2 separate regions of the Zea mays genome follow, and region 2 is linked to region 1. The links are chromatin contacts, called in public Hi-C maps. All regions are on one chromosome and are shown on one strand. Each heading gives the region's core, a stretch centred on a gene start, on an enhancer-like site or on the middle of the called end of the contact. The rest is flanking DNA. Distances are from core to core; before and after follow the strand shown. Region 1 holds the start of LOC100272749. Region 2 holds the start of LOC103632940 (cinnamoyl-CoA reductase 2).

The links. A called contact is a pair of places that touch in the nucleus more often than the background predicts.
Region 2: a Hi-C map of ear shows a contact between it and region 1, with 2.5 times the contacts expected there. The contact joins the promoter of LOC103632940 here to the promoter of LOC100272749 in region 1. A contact is called at or near these places in 2 of 25 Hi-C or Micro-C datasets (bundle sheath and ear).

What each region holds. Positions count from the first base shown.
Region 1 is chr7:138,890,945-138,894,246 of Zm-B73-REFERENCE-NAM-5.0, reverse strand. LOC100272749 reads right to left here and starts at 1,682. Exons shown (of 1, transcript NM_001147202.1): 1 at 64-1,682. The coding sequence starts at 1,113. The coding sequence ends at 250.
Region 2 is chr7:139,257,532-139,260,833 of Zm-B73-REFERENCE-NAM-5.0, reverse strand. LOC103632940 (cinnamoyl-CoA reductase 2) reads left to right here and starts at 1,454. Exons shown (of 6, transcript XM_008654648.3): 1 at 1,454-1,842; 2 at 1,967-2,136; 3 at 2,280-2,465; 4 at 2,610-2,772. The coding sequence starts at 1,596.

The DNA.
Region 1 (3,302 bases), core at 433-2,932:
CGCCGACTCACCACGGTAAGCCTTACTCAAACAGCAACTAGATTCCATCAGCACATCCAAATCAAGTTTAATGGTAACCCGTCCACAGCAAAAGAGATCACAGTCCAATTTCAGGCTCAATTTATGGCCTTACCCTGCCTGAACCACACCACAATACATGATAACAGGCTTCAGCAACAGCAACATGGCAACTAGCAAGGCCAATAACACTGCAGCAACCAACATGGCAACTAGGGAAGGGGAACTTGCTTACACCTGAGCTGCCTCCCGCTCGCGGTTCCACTGCTCAATCTTTGCCCTCCGCTCCTCGCTGCCTTCCCTCACCGGGCTCCGGCTCCGGCTCCTCGACCGCCCGCGTCGACGGCGGCTCCCGTCGCTGTCGTGGCTGCGGTGTCTCTCGCTGCTCCTGCGGCTGCCACTGCCACTACGGTAGTAGTGGTAGTAGTAGTCGTGGTAATCGTCGCGGTCCCTGGACCTGGACGAGCTACCGCGGCGGCGGTATGGGCTCGGGCTGCGGCTGCCTCGGCTGTGGCTCCGGAGGGAGCGATGCAGGTGGCCAAACAGCTTCCGCCGCAGGTCCCGGCCGACCTGCTTGACGTGCATAAAGTTGCAGTATCCGCCGCGGTTGCAGCTGTGCTCCTCGAACTGGCGGCAGGTGGCCTCCCGGAAGTCCGTCACCGGCGAGAACTCGGCGATGATGGGTCGGCCCGAGTAGTAGCGGCCCTGCAGCGCCTGCAGGGCGCGGGCCGCCTGCTCCTCCTCGCGGAACTCCACGTACACGTTCCCGATCATGTGGTCCGCGAGGTTGTCGCAGACGTGGAGGCTCTCGATCTCGCCGTGCTTGCTCAGCTCCACGAAGATGTCCTCGTAGAAGTCCTCGAAGTCCTCCTGGATCCGCTCCGGGTCGATGGGGTTGCCCTGCGCGTCCACGCCCGGGGTGATCATGTCCGGCCGCTGGTACATGTTGCAGAGCAGCAGCGTCGGGGAGATGGAAGGCTTGTTGTGCAGGCGGGAGCACCGGTCGCCGTGGCGGCATGCGCCGATCTTGAAGTAGAAGGGGCAGTTCACGCGGTCCTTCTCCGTGCCAAAGATGGACGCAAGATGCTCAGCCATGGATGCCTGATTACTCCTCTACCTGCTCGATTCGTCGCCTAGAGGTTTCTGTGGTCCTGATCAGGCACACAATATGCAATAGCTATAGGATTAACAAACAAATAACAACAAGTCTAACAACTTATGAACCCAGGTAACAGCATCAAATGGCTACTTCAATTTCCAGTCGTTTCGGGATGTGAAAATTTCCGGGAGAAAAAACCTTCAAAATAGCAGCACCTTAAATCCAGTACAAATAATTAATTAATGGACAGAACTACACCGAGCAAAATAAATTTGACGCGAACAAAACTAATCTGCATCCTTTATGCGTCGATTTGAAGCGGAAGATCCAACATCTTCCGACCTGATAAGAATCGACAGAGAAAGTATCAATCCATGGGGAAACAAAAGAGCACGGTATACTCCCTATGTCGCAGCAGGCGCAATCCGATCCCAAACCCGATGCGCACGTACATCCGGACATCTTGAATGCACCGCACCATAGAAAAGAAAGGGAGAGGAGGTTTACCGGTTGCCAGAGAAGAGTGCCGCCGTAGCCGGAGCCCGGAGGTGAAGCAGATGAGTACGGACCCGCTGGATTTGCTGGATGCCTGGATGCTTCGAATCGCGTCTAGAAGCGCAGCGCATATAAGGGCTACGAACGAAGCTTCATCCGACTGCTAGTTTCCAATCGGACGGTCCTGAGTAGTGACACTGGTGGTTACTAGAACCTTCCACCGAGCGTGGCTCGTGAAGCCCGTGTTGGCCCAACAAGATGGACTGGACCTTTTTTTTCATTTCAGTAATTCCAGCCCACGACATTCTCCTCTAACAGAGAAAAGCCAGGGCCCAGGGGCACCATTGGCGAGGGTGTACAAGAATGAGGTGAGTTGGCGAGGTACAAAGAATGAGAACACAAAAACATTCGATAACAAAATGTTGCATCTAAAAGAAATTTGATTGGTTTGGCTCTCAGTCCTTCGCAACTATAGGAAGCCAATAATAGAGAGATTGTCTAAGATTTATACTCACTCCATGGCAAAATAGTACTCCCTCTTTCTTAAAATAAAATTCGATTTAGAAAAATAGTGGTGCATGTGTTTTATATATGTGTCTAGATTTATCATCGATCATATGAATATAGACATAAAAAACAAGAGCTACGACAACTACTATTTTGAGACGGAAGAAGTATCTGTTTTAGCTCTTGTTTTTTATGTCTATATTCAAATATATGATGATGAATATAGACACATATATAAAACTGAAAGTCGCCTAGAGGGGGGGAATAGGGCGAAACTGAAATTTACAAAGTTAATCACAACTACAAGTCGGGTTAGCGTTAGAAATATAAATGAGTCCGAGAGAGAGGTTGCAAAACAAATCGCAAGCGAATAAAGAGTGACATGTGGATTTGTTTTACCGAGGTTCGGTTCTCGCAAACCTACTCCCCGTTGAGGTGGTCACAAAGACCGGGTCTCTTTCAACCCTTTCCCTCTCTCAAACGGTCCCTCGGACCGAGTGAGCTTCTTCTTCTCAATCAAACGGGAACAAACTTCCCCGCAAGGACCACCACACAATTGGTGTATCTTGTCTCGGTTACAATTGAGTTGTTCGCAAGAAAGAATGAAAGAAAGAAGCAATCCAAACGCAAGAGCTCAAAAGAACACAACAAATCTCTCTCACTAATCACTAAAGCTTTGTGTGGAATTGGGAGAGGATTTGATCACTTTGAGTGTGTCAAGAATTGAATGCTAGAGCTCTTGTAAGTAGTTGGAAGGTGGAAAACTTGGATATTTTGAATGTGGGGTGGTTGGGGTTAACCACCAAACTAGCCGTTTGGTGAAGGCTGCAGTCGACGGGCGCACCGGACAGTCCGGTGCGCCATCGGACACTGTCCGGTGCGCCAGCCACGTCACCAGGCCGTTGGGTTCCGACCGTTGGAGCTCTGTCTTGTGGGCCTGCCTGGCTGTCCGGTGGCGCACCGGACAAGTCCTGTAGACTGTCCGGTGTGCCACCCGCACGTGCTCTGCTCCTCTGCGCGCGCAGGCGCGCATTTAATGTGTTGCAGTCGACCGTTGGTCCGGTGTGCACCGGACATATCCGGTTAATTTTAGCGGAGCGGAAATCCGAAGCTGGCGAGTTCAGAGTCGCTCTCCCCTGGGGCACCGGACACTGTCTGGTGGTACACCGGACACTGTCTGGTG
Region 2 (3,302 bases), core at 205-2,704, 370 kb before region 1:
ACCTCCGGCAGCTGTGGACAGGGCCTTGGACTTGGAGAGAGGTTGCTCCTGTTCAAGGCCGACATGCCCGATCCCGACGCCCTGGCGGCCGCGGTCGCCGGGTACGAGGGGTCGCCTCTCCTGTGTCCTGTGCCCGTAGATAAGGTCCTCAATCGTGAGGAAAGTTCCGGTCCAATCCACCAGTAGAAAAAGACTCAAAGCCTGCGATACGGTATATTTTTATAGACGGATTCGATTATCAATCGTTTATACTATTTTTAGTAGCGGTTTCTTAAGAAAACCGCCACTAGAAATCGTATTTCTAGAGGCGGTTCCTTATAAAAACCGTCTGCAGAAATATATGATTTATAGTGGCGGTTTTCTTAAGGAACTGTCACTAAAAATCATTTTTATCCTTAATTTTTTGAGTTTTTCAAACGACCTCGTATGATGAAACCATCAAAATAAAAGTTGTAGATCTCTAAAAATTATAAAACTTTGTAGTTGATAACTTTTTAATTTGAAATCATTTTGGCTCTCAAAAATTGTATCTAAATTTGTCAAATTTAAAATTCAAATTTTGCAAACGACTTCGGATGAAAAAAGTGTCAAAATGAAAGTTTTAGAACTTTAAAAATTATTCAACTTTGTAGTTGACAACTATTTTATTTGAATTTGTTTATGGTCTCAAACAAGCAATTTACACTCAGTTGATTGTAATATGTGGGCAACAAAACTACACACTAGACACAAATCATGCCATAATCGGAGTGGTAGAGGAGGGTACGCGTGAGGCTGAGGGCAGAGGTTCGATTCCTAGCAAGTAGCAACCGTGTGTAGTGCACGAAAAATTCCACGACTTACGACTTAAATGGAGAGTTGGAGATGGACAGGGGTGTGCCGCGAAGTCTCCTAATAAAAATATTTTTTTGTTATTTTTAGAATCTGTTTTATGTTTCCTGGAAACGATTTTCACTGGCGGTTTTATTACGCCGACCGCCAGTGAAAATCGATTTTTACTGGCGGTTCTCAGTTACCCGCCTGTAAAAATGGTGATTTCTACTAGCCTCTAACACTGGCGGTTACGAAAAACGTCACTGTAAATAGGTTTACGACCGCCACTATAGAGCTTATATTTACCCGTGATCTCTTCCAATTGACACCGTGTTGGTGTTGTTCTGACTTCTGAACCGTGTACGTGAATCGCAGTCTTCCAGAATACCCAAGATGTATATAAGTAGGTAACTAATACAAAGAGAAAAATTACAGGGTATTGATCGTGTTCTTGAGAGTACGTGATCGATTAATCCTCGTCGAAGATTCAATCGTCGGCGAAAAGTCTGTTGGATGGTTTATTCATTTCAGTGGAATAGGATGAACCTGCATTTACGGAAAAAAAAATTCTCTCTTTTGATGACCCAACCCTGTGAAAACAAAACAACCCTCAGCTCAGAAGATGTCCAAACTCCAAACACACGAAAAGGGGAGCGTGCGACGACTTTCAGCTGACCTGCAGAGTTGAATGTGCATTTTTGGTCGTTTGCATCCTTCGCGGCCGGCTCTTTCTGCGTGTTCTTCTTCTTGTCGATTTCCGTCTTGTGTATATACTATATACTATGCTGCTGGTGCTGGGTTGCAAGCAAGTGGCAACTGGCAATATACGGACAAGCCGTGGCGGGTATATACGGACGAAGAGGAGGACCGGAGGAGGAAGCTTCAGTGAGGCCCTGCACTGCAGCGGGATGGCGTCGCCGCCGCCACCACGCGTATGCGTAACCGGTGGCGGCGGGTACGTCGCCTCATGGCTCGTCAAGCTCCTGCTCTCCCGCGGCTACGCCGTGCACGCCACTGTCCGCGACCCAAGTAAGTAACAAGCATGCACACCCCATGCCGCTCTCCAGCTGCTTCTGCGTTTGCGTCTGCGTGAACACGCGCTGGGAGTTGGGGCCGGGGGACTCATGCATGTCGGCCGGCTCTCTGCTTCAAGGTGATCCCAAGAACGCCCACCTGCAACAGCTGGACGGGGCCCGGGAGAGGTTGCGCCTGTTCAAGGCCGACGTGCTCGACCGCGACGCCCTGGCGACCGCGGTCGTCGCGTGCGAGGGCGTCTTCCACGTCGCCTCCCCTGTGCCCGCGGACAAAGTCCTCGATCCCGAGGCAAGTCCCGGTCCAATCTCCTCGGATAATCGTCGGATTGACATTGGCACCTAGCTACTGCTCTCCTCTTAAATCTATTGCTCAATAGTTTTATGGACGTTTTTGCTGCTTAACCATATGCCGAGTGAAACAAACCCATGCAGTCCGAGGTGCTGTCTCCTGCTGTCAAGGGCACTCTGAACGTCCTCCAGGCCTGCTCGGCAAACAACGTTCAGAAAGTTGTCGTGGTTTCGTCCACGGCTGCCGTTTACTTTAACCCGAGCTGGCCCCAAGGTAGAACCAAAGACGAGAGTTGCTGGTCAGACAGAGATTTATGCATTAAGAACGAGGTTAGCGATGCAATTCCAGTCCCGTCAATTCTTCTGGCTGTTAATATGACTTCACCTAGCTTTTTTACCATTCATTACCAGTTCTTGTTTCCAACTGATGCTGCCAGGGAGGACTATGTTAGGCCTAACTAGCTGTTCTTGCAGAACTGGTACTGTGCTGCCAAGACGATTGCTGAAGAAACTGCAGTGGAGTATGGAGAGAAGAACGGGCTGATTGTTGTCACGGTCTGCCCTTGTATCGTTTTAGGCCCACTCCTGCAGCCGCTGATCAATGCCAGCAGCGAACTCCTCGTCTACATTATAAAAGGTGGCTTTTATATATTCCTGCTAGTTTCAAATATCCACTGGTTGGATAATTACTCGCATGGTAATTTTACTTATTGCCTTCGACTGTACCCAAAATAGTATTCGTTCTAGGTTCATTGTTATCAATTTGAATATGGACAACAAAGGGCCTAAAACAGAGGGAGTACTTGTTAGCATTCAGTGACTAGTTCCCAACTTCGACGTGGTTAATGGGTTGTAGAAGGGATCGGAGCCACTAGATTGGTAGTAATAGAGAATAGTGAAAGCTATGTTACTCGTTTGAACGTCATTTCCAGATAAAGTTTGTTCACTTGATGAATCTGTATTGAGGTACATATTCAAAATAAACTTCACCGGTGGCAAGAAATAGCCCCACGCATTAAAAAGGGATCCCGGTTGAGAAAACCTTCCGCACCTTGGCCCATGCCCGTTTATTGGGTCAACTCAAACTTAGGCCTGCTTACACCGTTACCCAGGCCAGCATAGAGCATCGTTACTTGGGCCGGTGAGACACCATAACCATAGAGGAGC